Regions from separate parts of the Sus scrofa genome. Here regions 1, 3, 4 and 5 are each linked to region 2. A link is a contact called in public Hi-C and promoter capture Hi-C data. All regions are on one chromosome and are shown on one strand. Each heading gives the region's core, a stretch centred on a gene start, on an enhancer-like site or on the middle of the called end of the contact. The rest is flanking DNA. Distances are from core to core; before and after follow the strand shown. Region 1 holds the start of KIF5A (kinesin heavy chain). Region 2 holds the start of TSPAN31 (tetraspanin-31). Region 3 holds the start of ARHGEF25 (rho guanine nucleotide exchange factor 25). Region 4 holds the start of PIP4K2C (phosphatidylinositol 5-phosphate 4-kinase type-2 gamma). Region 5 holds the start of B4GALNT1 (beta-1,4 N-acetylgalactosaminyltransferase 1).

Evidence for each region. Promoter capture Hi-C pulls out the DNA fragments that hold promoters and counts their contacts. Hi-C and Micro-C count contacts between places; a contact is called where the count stands out from the background.
Region 1: a contact with region 2 is called in a promoter capture Hi-C map of fetal skeletal muscle, with 6 times the contacts expected there. The contact joins the promoter of KIF5A here to the promoter of TSPAN31 in region 2. A contact is called at or near these places in 2 of 5 promoter capture datasets (fetal liver and fetal skeletal muscle), 1 of 47 Hi-C or Micro-C datasets (fibroblasts) and 1 of 2 datasets of contacts at active chromatin or transcription factors (alveolar macrophages).
Region 3: a contact with region 2 is called in a promoter capture Hi-C map of fetal skeletal muscle, with 4 times the contacts expected there. The contact joins the promoter of ARHGEF25 here to the promoter of TSPAN31 in region 2. A contact is called at or near these places in 2 of 5 promoter capture datasets (fetal skeletal muscle and liver), 6 of 47 Hi-C or Micro-C datasets (alveolar macrophages, embryonic fibroblasts, epiblast stem cells and 2 more) and 2 of 2 datasets of contacts at active chromatin or transcription factors (alveolar macrophages and skeletal muscle).
Region 4: a Hi-C map of mesenteric adipose tissue shows a contact between it and region 2, with 1.8 times the contacts expected there. The contact joins the promoter of PIP4K2C here to the promoter of TSPAN31 in region 2. A contact is called at or near these places in 4 of 5 promoter capture datasets (fetal liver, fetal skeletal muscle and liver), 9 of 47 Hi-C or Micro-C datasets (alveolar macrophages, embryonic fibroblasts, fetal heart ventricle and 4 more) and 2 of 2 datasets of contacts at active chromatin or transcription factors (alveolar macrophages and skeletal muscle).
Region 5: a Hi-C map of skeletal muscle shows a contact between it and region 2, with 4 times the contacts expected there. The contact joins the promoter of B4GALNT1 here to the promoter of TSPAN31 in region 2. A contact is called at or near these places in 1 of 5 promoter capture datasets (liver), 17 of 47 Hi-C or Micro-C datasets (alveolar macrophages, blood, brain and 10 more) and 2 of 2 datasets of contacts at active chromatin or transcription factors (alveolar macrophages and skeletal muscle).

What each region holds. Positions count from the first base shown.
Region 1 is chr5:22,812,314-22,815,013 of Sscrofa11.1, forward strand. KIF5A (kinesin heavy chain) reads left to right here and starts at 1,304. Exons shown (of 30, transcript XM_021091865.1): 1 at 1,304-1,478. It overlaps DCTN2 (dynactin subunit 2), which reads right to left and starts at 2,045. Exons shown (of 14, transcript XM_021091881.1): 1 at 1,834-2,045; 2 at 880-948. The coding sequence starts at 1,869.
Region 2 is chr5:23,027,950-23,030,649 of Sscrofa11.1, forward strand. TSPAN31 (tetraspanin-31) reads left to right here and starts at 1,376. Exons shown (of 6, transcript XM_021091896.1): 1 at 1,376-1,540. The region is part of intron 1 of AGAP2 (arf-GAP with GTPase, ANK repeat and PH domain-containing protein 2); the gene reads right to left.
Region 3 is chr5:22,872,166-22,874,865 of Sscrofa11.1, forward strand. ARHGEF25 (rho guanine nucleotide exchange factor 25) reads left to right here and starts at 1,337. Exons shown (of 16, transcript XM_021091874.1): 1 at 1,337-1,469; 2 at 2,058-2,181. The coding sequence starts at 1,395. It overlaps DTX3 (probable E3 ubiquitin-protein ligase DTX3), which reads left to right. Exons shown (of 6, transcript XM_013997672.2): 5 at 1-199; 6 at 535-1,248. The coding sequence ends at 610.
Region 4 is chr5:22,852,712-22,855,411 of Sscrofa11.1, forward strand. It overlaps PIP4K2C (phosphatidylinositol 5-phosphate 4-kinase type-2 gamma), which reads left to right and starts at 1,431. Exons shown (of 11, transcript XM_021091878.1): 1 at 1,431-1,873. The coding sequence starts at 1,700.
Region 5 is chr5:22,895,903-22,898,684 of Sscrofa11.1, forward strand. B4GALNT1 (beta-1,4 N-acetylgalactosaminyltransferase 1) reads right to left here and starts at 1,484. Exons shown (of 12, transcript XM_021091871.1): 1 at 968-1,484; 2 at 705-798; 3 at 1-99. The coding sequence starts at 1,286.

The sequences.
Region 1 (2,700 bases), core at 54-2,553, 220 kb before region 2:
TCTCACCCCATCGATGTAAACCTAGCCCAGATCTCCGTGGAAATAACAGAACCTCAAACACATCCTATGAGACGTTGTAAGAGATCTTTGCTCCCCTTGGCACTTACATATAGAGTTTTTACTATGTTGATTTCATTCAATTTTTTCTTCCATGTTTCCTAACTCTCCCATTAGTCTGGGGGATTTTTGAGGGCAGGGACATTTTTTCCTTGGCTGTGCACAAAAATCAACATAGAATGAACACATGCAATAAAAAATGCCAAGTGGTTTCCCTAATGGTTAATATTGCCCATAGGTAATTCCTTCCTGCTCAGGGTTCCTGGATCTTAAACTGCTACCAGGGTCTCTCCTCGGCTGATACAACAGATTTATGTTCCTCCTCAAATGTCTTTTGCTCTGACCAGGTCCCTTATCTTCCTAAAATCTCCAATTCATTTTCTTGCTCTTTGCCCAATGGCTACTGGATATTCTCATGAAAGAGTATTCCTCCATACTTCAAGGTCTAGCTCTTGGTAGGATACTAATGAACATATACCGAGTGATATATTGTATGAAACAGAAGACCTAGGTCTTAACCTCAAGAAGTTTCTAAGTACTCAGGCTTCATGATTCACTACTATGGCCGAGCACCAGCCCCCAACCTGTTTTGAGACATATAAATTTTATTTAAAAAGCCAAAGTAGCAGGTCTTTTACCTTTAATTCCACTGACCTGACCCTTCTTCCAGGCATTGCTCAATTATAAGCCCTGCAACCTAAATACCACCCGGACTGGGTTGGCATACCCGCTTATTGCTGGTTGTTCGCCAGAAAAGGGAAAGGGCCTGCCTAGGGAGGAGAAGTCAGTCCAGAGGAGTCCTGAGGCAGCACATGGTCTTACCGCATCAAACTCCGCTTGGTCATCCTCAGGCAGGTCGCTGGTTTCATAAACATCTGGCTCGTTCCTGGCCTGCAGGTAGAAGCAAGGACCACCCAACCTCACTACCCAGCACCCACCAACACCCCTGACCCCACAACACTTGAACAAGTTAACACAGAAGGCAGACTGTGAGGGCAGGATTCTGCCCCCCTTCTTTTTCACCTGCCCGATGAACTGCAGGTCAGTTCCCATGTCTTAGAGGGATCTGAGGGTAAATGGTGAGTGTAGGTGATGACAGAGATGTTACCCTGAATCTGAAGGGGGGCGGGTCCTCCGCAATCATTATGTCAGAAGCAGAAATGCTATGCTCAAATCAGGCCCTGTACACCATTACCTTAGCACAAGGGTTCAGAGTGACTCAGGACCTTAGTACCCAAGGTCTTATCCCAACCCCCACCCCGAGTGCCAGCAGGGCAGCACAAAGGGAGGGTATGTGTTGGCACGTGCGGGCGTTAGGGTGGAGGTTCTCAGAGGACAGAGTTCTCCATCTGGCACAAGAGGGGTTCTGTCATGGTACCCTCTTCACTCTCGCCGGGTGAAGGCCATCACCAAATGGCCTGGTATGTGTGTCCAGGGTGGGGAATGGCGGGGGCTCATGGGAAGATGTGGGGAGGTACGGGTGGTGCTGACACGGATGGCAGAAACATTCGGGCACAGCGCTAAGTGCCCGGAGACCATTTCTGGGTGGAGACACCGGCGACTGCCAGAAAGGGGCCTTGTAGGCCCTCCCATGGCCCGACCCAGTCGGGTCGGAGGAGTCCGGAGGGCGCTGAGGACGGTCGGGGAGAGAGCGGCGGGAGCCCTTGGGGCGGAAGAAGGGTTGCAGGCGGGAAGGGTCACGGGTTGGTGTCTGTTGGGGGTCCTTAGGAGGTCGGAGGCGGGGTCCTGGGGAGCCGGGGCCGGCCGTGTACTCACAATGCCGGGAAGGTCGGCGTATTTAGGGTCCGCCATGGCGGCGGCGAGGCGGGGTTGGGGGACCGGGGCCTCGGTGGAGCCGGGGCCGGTGTTCGGGTAAGGGAGAGGCTGGGTCCGGGTCCAGGTTAAGGCGGCCGCAAAGGGAGCGGCGGAGGAGGCGGAGGAGTAGGAAGTCTCGCGACAGGGGTAATACAGAGGGAGGGTAAAGCAAAAGTCGCGAGAACAGCCCGCTACCCCACCCCTGGAAAAGCAGGGATTGGCGAGAACAAGGCCAGGGAATGAGGTAATGGCGGGGAAACGCCTCCTAGGATTGTGGGATGTGTAGTCTTGGCTGACCTGGCTTGGGTGGGGACCGACAATAACGCGCCTTGAGAGTTACTTCATACAACTTATTTTCTTTCATTTTTACATAAATTCTGTAAAAACGCTTTTATAATATTTTCTTTTCAGTTGAATAAATGTGGACTCCTAGAAATTAAGTGACTAGATAAAAATAACTAGGCATGCTGTGGCACAGCCAGGGCTTCAAAACAAGAAGTAAAATTTGGTAAAGGTTTAGTCATATTAGGACCGAAAAAGTTAAGTAAACTTCTCAGGTTAGGGATGTCAGATAAAATACAGGACGCCTAGTTAAGTTAGAATTTCAGATACACAACTAATAGTTTTTTCAATATAAATTATGTCCCATATGATATTTTGGACATACTAACACACACAGACAAATTATTAGTGTTTTATCTGAAATTCAGATTTGATTGGGCATCCTATTTATGTTTTTCAAATCTGGCTATTCAATCTCAAGTTCATAAATAAGCACTTAGTAGCCCTATGTCTGCGGGCACTCTGTGCTTTTAGTCCCTTCATGAA
Region 2 (2,700 bases), core at 126-2,625:
ACCTACCCCAAGTGCTCAGGAGAAACTGAGGCTTCCTCATCCCTTTCACCTTCAGTGTTTCTCTGGGCAGGCAAAGCCCTTTCCCCAGGCTCCCAGAGTCCAGTTGAGGTCGGAAGTAGGGTCTGGGGTTTCTCTGGGAGCAATTTCCTACAGTCACTCTGACCAAGGGCACTATTCTCCCAGAAAGCTCAGAGTCCCTCTGAAATCAGGTCTTCTCTTATGTGGCACCAGGTCAACTCACCCCCTCCAAGACCTCTTACCCTTCGCCCCAGTCCTTGTCAGTGAGTCTGGTTCAGCCACCCACCCAAGAAAGAAGCTTTTCGAAGTCAAACCTTCACAGTGCTCCCCTAACCCAGGCTGAGCATTCCAGGTGCCCTCCCCTCCCTGTTCTCAGGCCCTGGTCCTACTCACTAGGGGAGGCGCGGAGCTCTGCGCCCAACAGCTCCCTGGACCCGCTGCCAGAAGACAAGATCGAGGGTCCGGGAGGGGGCCCGGAGCCAGGAGGCCCCCCTGTGCTCTTGGTAAAGATGCCGCTGATAAACTTGAGCATCTTGCGATCTCGAGTGGATGCACGGCCCCCCTCCCGGCCCCGTTTCAGCCCGGGAGCTGGAGGCTCCAGAGTGATTGGAGGTGCAGGCCCAGTGGGCATCGCGGAGGCGGCGGTGACAGCGGTAGCTGGAGTCAGAGTTGCTGGGACTGTTAGCGGAGGAGGAGAGCCGGCCGGCGGTCCTGGGTGCAAGTCACTGTTGTCCAAGGTCTTACTCTTGCCTTTCCGAGGGGACAACTTCCCTCGGGCTCCAGGCCCAGCCCCGACCCCACCAGAGGTCGTGGCTGCCGCTCCCCCTCCCCCGGCGGCGGCGGCGGCGGTGGCAGCAGCGGCAGCGGCAGAAGCTCCAGTCCCGGCGCTGCTCTTTGACCCCTTGACCCTGGGCTTGCCCTCGCTTTCGGGCCATGACAGGCGGCTACCGGCGCCCTTGCCCCCGCCGGCTTTGGCGCCACTCGTGGTCACGGTCTTGCAAGGCTTGGGAGCCGGCGGAGGAGGCGCCACCTTGAGCCTCCGGCTGCCGGTGCCCGGGTGCGGGGAGGAAGAGCCGGGGACGCCGCCGCCCGCCCGGCCTTCTGGTTCCGGGCCCCCCCAGCTGGGACTGCTGAGCAGGGGGCGTCGGGAGGAGGTGGGGGCGCCCCCAGGCTTGGGGTCGGGACTTAACCCCCCGGAGAGCGGGGGCCCGGGAGGAGCGGCCCAGAGGGAGAGGCGGCGGCCGGGAGCAGGGGAGACGGGGCGGGCCGGACTGGCCGGAGCCGGGGACAGGGCGGGGGGCTCGGCGCCCCCGGCGCCCGCGCTGCTCGTGCTGATCCACAGCGCATCCTGTCGGTGGAAGAGACGTTCGTGCCGCTTCTTGCCCGGCTCCTCCGCGCCTCGGGGGCTGCCAGGATCCCCGGTCTCGGCACCTCTGGTCCCCGGGGCGCCGGCTGCGGCCGCAGACGGTGAAGGCGGCGGCGGAGGCACCGACTCGAGCTTGACCAGGGTCAGCGAGATGAGGTAGGTCGTTGTCCGGCGCTGAAGCGCGCCCGCGCCCCGGCTCATGGGGCCCCGAGACCCCCGAGCTGGGGAGGGGAGGGGACTCCCCCGGACTGCCTCAGGGGGGCCCGGCCATGGGGCCGCCCTGCTCGCTGCCCCCAGCCCCCGGACTCCGCTGAGCCCCCGGCCCGGCTCCGCTGTCGCCGCCGCCTCCGCCGCCTCCGCTTGCGCCCCCCTCCCATCACACGGGGCGCCCCCTCCCCATGCTCCCCACCCTGCGCCCCCACCCCGTTGGAGCCCCGGGACCTTGGTGCTGCTCCAGGGAGGCGCGCCGGACCCTGCACCCCGGCCTGGGTGGGGGCGCTGAGATGGACAGGGGAGGGCGGGGAGGACTGTAGTGGGGGCAAATAGGGGAGAGGGAGGAAAAGGGGGCAGAAGAGAGGAATCCGAGGCTGAAGGAGAAGAACCGGTGCGGGGGAGGCAGGGGCGGGGAATAGGGACTCAAGGGATGGGGGCCGCGGATGGGGGTCGGAGAGGGGGTCTTTAGGAGGGTGGGGAGCTAATGGGGCTAGTCGTGCGGGGGATTCGCAGGGGCACAGGGAGGATGCTGGGGATGGAGATGCAGGCGCCGGCGGGGGAGAAAGGAGGGAAGCCGGAGGGGGTGGGAACCCACGGGTCTGGGGTCTGGTAGGGGAGGGGCGTGAGATCCGAGCGCAGAGTCCGGGGGCTCGCCGGGCTTGGCTCGGTCCGGATGCGCGCTGTGTCCGGGCGCTCCCCTCACAGTGAGGAGGAGGCGGCCCCCCGCCCCCCCACCCTATCTCCCCCCCACCTTCTCTCCAACAGCACGGTTGTCTGCGAAGGCGGTGCAAAATCCAGGACTGGATTTCCCTCCCAAATCCTGGGCTGGATTTCCTGGAACTTGGACTCACCTACTCCAACACACCAGCCCCCTCCCCTAGCACACCGCGGTTAGGGAGCGCTACTGTTAGGTGTGGCACTTAGGTACGAGAGTAAAAACTGGTCTGTGGCGAACAATCCTCGGCGAAAACGGAGCAAATTGGGTTCACTGACAATTCAGGGGAAGCTGACAGGGGAAAGTAGGGAGCCCTGAAATCCCATTCCCAGGACCCCTCGTTTCCCCCAGGTACTTGCGCATTTTCCTTCCCCCATGACCCAACTCC
Region 3 (2,700 bases), core at 87-2,586, 160 kb before region 2:
GAGTTCGGTATCCTGGCACCACACGGGTGGCCTACCTCCCGGACTGCCCTGAGGGCAACAAGGTGCTGACCCTGTTCCGCAAGGCATTTGACCAGCGTCTCACCTTCACTATTGGCACGTCCATGACCACAGGGAGACCGAATGTCATCACCTGGAACGACATCCACCACAAGACCAGCTGCACAGGGGGACCCCAGCTGTGCGACACTCCTTCTTCCCTTCTCTTGGCTCCTCCCCTTTTCTCCATTTCCAACCTGGGGAAGCCCCTCTCTTTGGGAACCTCCTAAACTGGAGAGGACCACACCCAAACTATTCAACCATCTCTTCCATCCCAGTTTCTCCTCTCTTCAGCCTGATCCTGATGTGCCCCGCTTAGCCTACAAAAATAAGCAGAATTAGGCTCAGTTATCTTGGGTTTGGGTAACCTTATGGGAGGAGGGCAGGGGCTAGGATGGGGCACCAGGAGGAAGGTGAGCTTGGGGTTATGAAAAGCCTGAACAGCTAACCCTGACCCTCGTTTCTCTTTGCTCCCAGGTTTGGGTACCCGGACCCCACTTACCTGACCCGGGTGCAAGAGGAGCTGAGAGCCAAGGGCATCACCGATGACTGAAGGACATCCCCCTTGTGAGGCCCCTGCTGTTCTCCTCCAGTAGGACCCAACGGAAGCCTCTGTTCTCTCTCCCTCTGCCCCCCTCACCACGCTAGTAGGGGATGGTCCTGCTGGGGAAGGCGGTCTGAGAGGGAGGGGCCATCCCTTCCCCAGCCCCCCACAGGCCGAGTGCTTCAGTGCAGTGTGAGCCACTCCTTTCTGGCAGAGGCTGACATCCTAGGCTCTGCTCCCCTCCTCCCGGTGTACATACTCCCAGTCTCCCTGCCCCCTCCACTGCCCTTGGCTTTTTCTGGTATGTGCTGTGCTCCAGTGACTAAGCTGAGAGAGGACCTGGGTGGGGAGGGAAGGGTCTCTTGAACCCCCGCCCCAACTCCCACATACTGCTCCACTGCTGAACTTCTGTGCAGGGGAGGGGAACCGGGCTGCTGTGAGCCCCCAAGGAGCCGGCCCTGTGTGTTCTTCAGAAACAGTTCCCCTTCTACCTTAACCTTGTCCTTTCTCTCCTGTGTCTCTGTCTCTGTTGGTCTTTCTCTCCCGCTTTTCTCTGCCCCCTATAAGGAGCCTCCTTACCCTGTTCTGGAATCGCCGCCAGACTGTAGCTTTTAATTTAATAAAAATAAAGTAAAATATGCAACTCTCTATGCCACACCCGTTCTGCTCTGTGGGGCGGGTCAGGAATGGGGAGGGGAGCCGGACCCTGCTGAGAAGGAGTAGGGAGTGGTGATCGGGAACTCCCTGTGTGTCCACCCAAGCTCTCTGCTTCCAGAGGGCCTGGGAAAACGGCATGTACTTAGTGGGCTCCAAGATAACACTGCGAAGCCCTGGATCGTGCTTCGACGTTGGAGTCACGATTAAGAGGGTTTGTTTGTTGTGGAATTACAGTTGTAGAGAAAAGAACAACCCTACCCCTTTTGAAAAGTTTGGCTGGGGTGGGAGTGGGGGCGGAGCCGGGCGGGGGGCGGATTCGGCAGCGGCAACTCCCCGGACGCACGCAGGCCTCAGAGCCCCCCCAGCTTCCGCGCCCCCTCGGCTCTGAAACTTGGAGGAGGGTAGGGGTCCAGCATGAAGCCCCCGGACCGCCCCGCCCCTGGCCGCACTGACCGGATACTGGGGGTTATGGGGGGCATGCTGCGCGCATGCGCCCTACCCGGGCAGGAGTGGGTAAGAAAGGGGGACCATGGTGGGCTCGGGGGTCTCTTTAAGGGGCTTCAGGATGGCTGCACCCCACAACTCAATTTACCCGCAAGCAAGAATTCTGCGGGACAGTCGCAGGAATCCAAGAGTTCCATTAAGAAGACCATAGGCACGTTCCGGGTGAACTGCTTCCTCCACCCTAGCCTTGGCGACCCTTTTATAACAAAGTGGATTTTGACAGGAGGGAGAAGGGGAGGCGGGAGGTCCAGGCCGGGCTTGGAGGGCGGTTTCCTTACCATCATTGTCCCCGCAGCCCCCCAAGAGAAGCCCCCTAGGGCCAGGAGCGGCCGAACCAGAGTCTATCTGTACGGAGAGGGATCAGAGGGATCAGAGAGGGGAGCGCGAACGTGAGGTCCCCGCCTGGGCTCGGCTGCCCGGTAAGAAGCTGTGGGTGGGGTGGGGCGCAGTTTGCCATCCAACGCCAAGTGGCGAATTCAAAACTATACTGCTCTTATTAGCATAAAGGTTTGCATCTAATTGGCATGAGACCCGTCTAAACACTCAGATCTCCACGCTTCTTCTCGCCCTCTAGTCCGTTGTGTGTCCCCCACCTCAGCGGGTCCCGAGCCCCCGCTGGCGTAGTGTTCCCCGCGCCCCACCCCTGGCCCCTGGCCAGCTCAGGCTCCAGGACTTCGCCTTAATTGGTGATTAGCCTCAGCTGGAGTCCCAGGGCCTGGAGGAGAGAAGGGTCCGGCGAGAGGGCGGCACCTGGGCTGTGTTCTGCACAAAAGCTCTCCATCCCCGCAACCCCTACTGGGGGGTCTTGTCCACCCCTGCGCGGCTAGGGGCAATCCCGACCCCAGGACATCTTCGCACAGGCCAAGGCCCCATTCGCTGCCCTCTTCTCCGCCGCAGAGGCCGAGGGGCGACCCTGGTAGACCCCGCCGCCGCGTTCA
Region 4 (2,700 bases), core at 181-2,680, 180 kb before region 2:
CCTACACACTTACCTCTGTCTGCACAGATCCTTTCCTTTCTCCCTTCTGACAAGTGATAAATCTCCCTTTCCTGGACTAAATCAAGTCCCTTCTAGATCCTTCATTTTTGAGATACTTACACATATATATTCACCAATATATAAAACAACTAAAAGTGATGCCGACTTGGGCAGTTTGCATCTTCTTTGTTAACTTCTGTATCAACGATTTCTCCCTACCCCTTGGTAAGGTCTCCCTTAAAAGTGTGTTTTACAGCATGTTTCTCTATAAGCCACTCACTACCCACCTTGTTTTCTCACAACCCAACTTCCTAAAAAAGTCCCAAGCGCCTCCTCCCCACTTCTTTATCTCCCATTCATCCCTCAGCCCGCCTTGATCTGGCTCTGGCTCTACTGAAAATGTGTTCCAAAGGTCACTAGTTGCCAAAGACACTGGGCAGTTCTCCATCCTCGTCTTGCCTCACCTCTCCATGACATCTGACACTGCTCTCCATTCCTTCCTCTCTTGAAACTCAACTTCCTTAGCTTTTGTGACCCTGCTCTCCTGGCCCTTTTACTTCTCTGGCCACCCCTTTGCAGTCTTCTCCCTGGTTTATACCAGGGTTCAGCTCTTGGTCTCTCCTTGCTCTCCCTTGGGAGTTGTCATCCACACAGATTCGTGGACAATAATTAAGTCTGTATCTCCAGCCTAGACCATTCTGCTGAACACTAGGCCCATATGTCCAGCTGCCCTCAGGCACCTCAAACACATTCCAAATTGAACTAATGTTTTCACTAAAACTGCTCCTTTTCTTCACTGCCATCATTCTTCGCCTTTGCCAAAAGTCAGATTTCTTCTCAACATCTCCCTTTCCTGCAAATCCCAATCCACTAGGAATTTTCCAAATTGACATCAAACTATATACCTTTATATGCCATCCCCTTTTTCCCAACCCAATAGCCATTGTTTGTTTTATTTATTTAATGATTTTTATTTTTTCCATTATAGTTGGATCACAGTGTTGTGTCAATTTTCTACTGTACAGCAAAGTGACCCAGTTACACATACATATATACATTCGTTTTCTCACATTTTCCTCCATCATGCTCCATCATAAATGACTAGATATAGTTCCCAGTGCTATATAGCAAGATCTCATTGCTTATCCATTGCAAAGGCAATAGTTTGCATCCCAATAGCCACTGTTTTAGTTCCTCATCTGGTGCCTACACTGTTGCAATACTCTGGTCACCCTCCAGAGCGATGCTTGAGTGGTCCTTCTAAAAGCACAAAAACCACTTAGGGGATTCTCTTCGTAAAGTAATCCTTTCGGGTTAGCCTCAGGCGGTAGGTTATTCCCAGAAACTGGGCAAAACCGGAAGGCGGCGACTTTGCAGCAAAGAAGCCCTCGACTGGGCGGTTAATCAGGCTGGCCCAGACGGCATCCCCATCGCCTGGGTGACCGGCCTGGGCCTCCGCACTGCTAACAGCGATCAGGGTACCAGGTTTCCGCGCGCCTTCCCCGGCGCCAGGTGAGCCCACCTTCTGCGCAGGCGGGCGGGCGCCAGGAGGGCGGAGTCGGCCCGCCCCGCCCGGCTCGCGCGCCTGCGGGCCAGCCTCCGGTCACATGACAGAGGCGCAGGTGAGCGCCGCTTCCGGGGTCGGGCGCTCGCATCGCGACCGGCTCCGGCTTTCACTCGGTAGAGTGCGCCGGAGACTATGGCGTCCTCTTCAGTCCCGCCGGCCACTATACCGGCGGCGACAGCGGCCCCCGGCACGGGCTTTGGCTTCGCCTCCAAAACCAAGAAGAAACATTTCGTGCAGCAGAAGGTGAAGGTGTTCCGGGCGGCCGACCCGCTGGTGGGCGTGTTCCTGTGGGGTGTAGCCCACTCGGTGAGACTCGGCCCTGGCCCCACCGCTGCCCAGTCCGAACCCCTTAGCTCCTGCTCCTCCGGGCGTACCTGTTTCCTGGCTCCCGCCTCCGGAGCCCCTCGCGCTGCACGTTTTCCTCGGGCTGTTCTGGTCCTTGCCCACCTACCCTGAGGTGTTCTCCCAGCGTACCATTTCGCTCTAGACTTTTTTTTTTTCTTTTCCTGAACGTAGACTTTTGTCTCTCCCTGCGCCCTTTACTCCTCCGTTGAGGTTCTATCTTCCCCACCTGAAATCCAGCTCCCTGCCTTTTTCCTGCCAGTTACAGCCTCAGCCCCAGGTCAGGGCGACCGGCCTGGACCCGGCTGCATCCGGAAGGACTTTAGGGGGAGTAGCTCTTCTGGGTTGGTGGTGGTGAGGACGCCGGTGAGAGTGTGAATATAGAAGGGGAGCGGGGAGGGGAGCTGGTCGTGAGGGAGCTGGTCGTCACTCTCCTTTGCACCTTGCTTTCTGGGTCGCTGTCCTGGACTTTGGAACTTTGGCTTTGAGGAGAAGCCCCAGGCTTCCTGGACGTTCTAATCCTGCATGTCCCATACCTTCCCTTACAGAGGTACAGGCATTTCAGAAAAGCTACTGCCCTGAACCCAGGGGTGGCATTGACTGGGGACTTAATATATATTTGCTTTTAAGGCTTTGGTCTTAAAGGCAATCCATTGCGGGCTGGAGTAATGGTATTTGGTGTAAGTGGGGGTCATCTTTGACCAAAGAGATGGCTCAGGAGCTCTGGTCCTGGGGATACTATGGTGGTAAAACTTTAGAAGCAGGAAACTGCTGTAGATGGTATGGCCTGG
Region 5 (2,782 bases), core at 234-2,733, 130 kb before region 2:
AGGCCCGGCGCGACCCGGGTGCTCGCATACAGGAGCCCCAGCGAGGCGCAGGCGAGCAGCAGGACCAGCATACAGAGGGCCCGGCGGCCCAGCCGCATCCTGGGTGGGCGGTAGGGTGGGAGGGTGATAATGGGGGGAAAGGGAAGGGGTGGGCTGGGACCCTCGGCTTCCGCGGTTTTGGAGGCACCCGCCGGCCCCCCGGGGCGCTCTCCACAGCTCGCGCGCCAGGATTTGCATAGCGAATCGGTACCCGCGTCCCCCTCCCCTCACTCCCCGGGCCTCGGGTCTCCCGGCCTCCTTTCTTCTCGCCCTCTCCCGCATCTCGCTTTCCTCTCACGCCTGAGGCCCGGCATCTTGAAGCCAGAGACCTTTGGATGTAGTGGTCTCGACGCGGAGGCTCATGAGTAGAAGAGCATCGCTTTATTAGAACAGCGGCTGTCCCCGAACCCGTCGCCTCCCCTGGCCCGCTCATCCCCCACCCCAACCCTTCAGTTCGAGCATCACCTGGCCCCGAGTGGGCTGCAGAGGGCAGCGCCATACCTTGCCTGTCATGAAAAATGCAGAATCACGCCCAAGCTATTAGGTGGCTCTGGCGGAGGTGACCCGGTGAATGGAATGGGGAAGCTGGGCGGGGGACAAGGTGGACCAGCGTGCGCGCCTCCTCCCGCCTCCAGCTCGGCCCCTCATCCCGCCCCGGCACTGACCTGTCTAACGCTCTAAGGCCGCCGCAAGATTTCGGTCCAGGCTGCTCCAGGCTCTCAGACCCCGCCTGGGCGTCCTCATGAGGCTGGAGGCGGCCTGATGGGGGAGTCGGGCGTGAGCCTGAGATTGAGGGGGATCCTCCTGCCTCCCGAGTGCGCCCGACCCCTCCCGCCTTCGGACTTTCCCGGCTTTGTAGACCGCGGCGCTGGGGTGGCTCTGGGCGTTTCCTGCGGGGGGTGGGGTCGGAGCCGAGAAACCGCTGTACCCCAGGCCCGGGAACAGAGCTTGGGCTCCTCGGCACCCTGTCCCACTTGCTGGGCCAGGAGGGCTCGGGCCGCCGCCCGGCTCTTCCGATCGCGGCGCCGCGCGGCTGGGCTCCCAGGCTGGTTGCGGCGGAGGATCCGGCTACGAGAGGAGAAGGCGAGCGCCGGGGCGCCTTCTGTTGGGCGCCGAGGACATTGCGGGGGCGCGAAGCCGGCGCGGCGCGGCGCGAAGATTCTTCTCTCCACGCCCTCCCACTCCCAGCTCTTCGCTTCCGAACCCTGGCACCTCATCCGTCTGCCCCAAATCCCAGTCACTCCCATTCCCTCTTCCTTCCGAGCCGCCCCCTCCTTGAGACTGTGACCAAGGACAAGAGATAAGGGCTTTGGGAAGAGGTGGGGCGGAGACGCCCTGTAACCCCATTTCAAGGAAGATTTGGGTAGTTAGAGAAGGAAGCCAGAGAAGACCTTGGAAAATAGACTCTGGCTAACAAAGACAGGTTCACAGCCTTCCTCCCATCCTCACCTCCCCCGGCCCTCCCTCACCGCCCCGCCCCCCCATTATCTAAAAACACTCAATGATCTAACAAACACTCAGTTCAAGGGCCTGCCTGCTTCTTCTGACTGCTCACTGTTGCCAGAGGAAGGAAATCCCAAGCAGTGGCTTGTAGTTGTAGTTTTGTGTGCAAGCTGCAGACCATAGACTCCCTTTCTTGCATCTGGATTCCTGATGCTGCCCTGAGTTCTGTGGTTCCATGGTTCTAATAAAAGATTTGTCACTGTTTAATAGAGAAAAAGATATAGGAAATGTACAACATAATGAAAATGTGGGGGCCGGGGGAGGGAAGGATGAATTATTGGATGAATTGTGTACAAAGAAGTGACAAATCAGCTGGGGGGAAAGTGGGATTCTCAGCCTCTTTACACCAAAATAAATTCCCAATTTATCAAATACTTTAGTTTTAAAAATGAAACCACAAAAAATAGTAAAATCGTGGAGTCTGCTTTTTATAATCTTGGAGTGGGGAAGAGATCTCTAAGCAAGATATAAAAGGAAGTATTAATATATTTGCCTGTAGGAGTTCCCATCGTGGCCCAGCAGAACCGAACCCAACTAGGAACCATGAAGTTGTGGGTTCTATCCTTGGCCTCACTCAGTGGATTAAGGATCTGGCTTTGGGATGAGCTGTGGTTGTAGGTCGAAGATGCTGCTCGGATCCTGCGTTGCTGTGGCTGTGGCATAGGCCTGCAGCTGTAGCTCCCATTGGACCCCTAGCCTGGAAATCTCTATATGCTGTGGGTGAGGCCCTAAAAAGCAAAAAATTAAAAAAAATTTGCCTGTATAAAAAACTTGGATGAAGGAATTTCTATAAGAAATTGAGAGAGAAGTGGCAAACTGAAAAAATATTTGCAATATGTACAACAGATGAAGATTGCTTTTCTTAAGAGCTCTAAAACATTTTGATAAACCACCCTGAAATGGACAAAAATCATGATTAGGCAGTTGACAGAAAAAGTGAAAATGGCTTTTGAATATATGAAAATGTACTTAACCTTATTCATAATAAATAAAATGCAAATTAGAATAACAGTGAAATGTTTTTTGATTACCAAATTAGTAAGGACCAAAGACTTTGCTATCCAACGGATTGGCCAAGTGTTTGGAGAAAGAGCCACTGTCATACATATGTTGTTGTGAGTGTAAATTGGTACAACTTAGAGCAATTGGCAATTGGCCAATCTAGTAACATTTAAAATGCTGATCTTTAAAAATTTTGGCCATTCCCTCTGCCCTTGGTTATTTTGGAGCATTTCTTTTT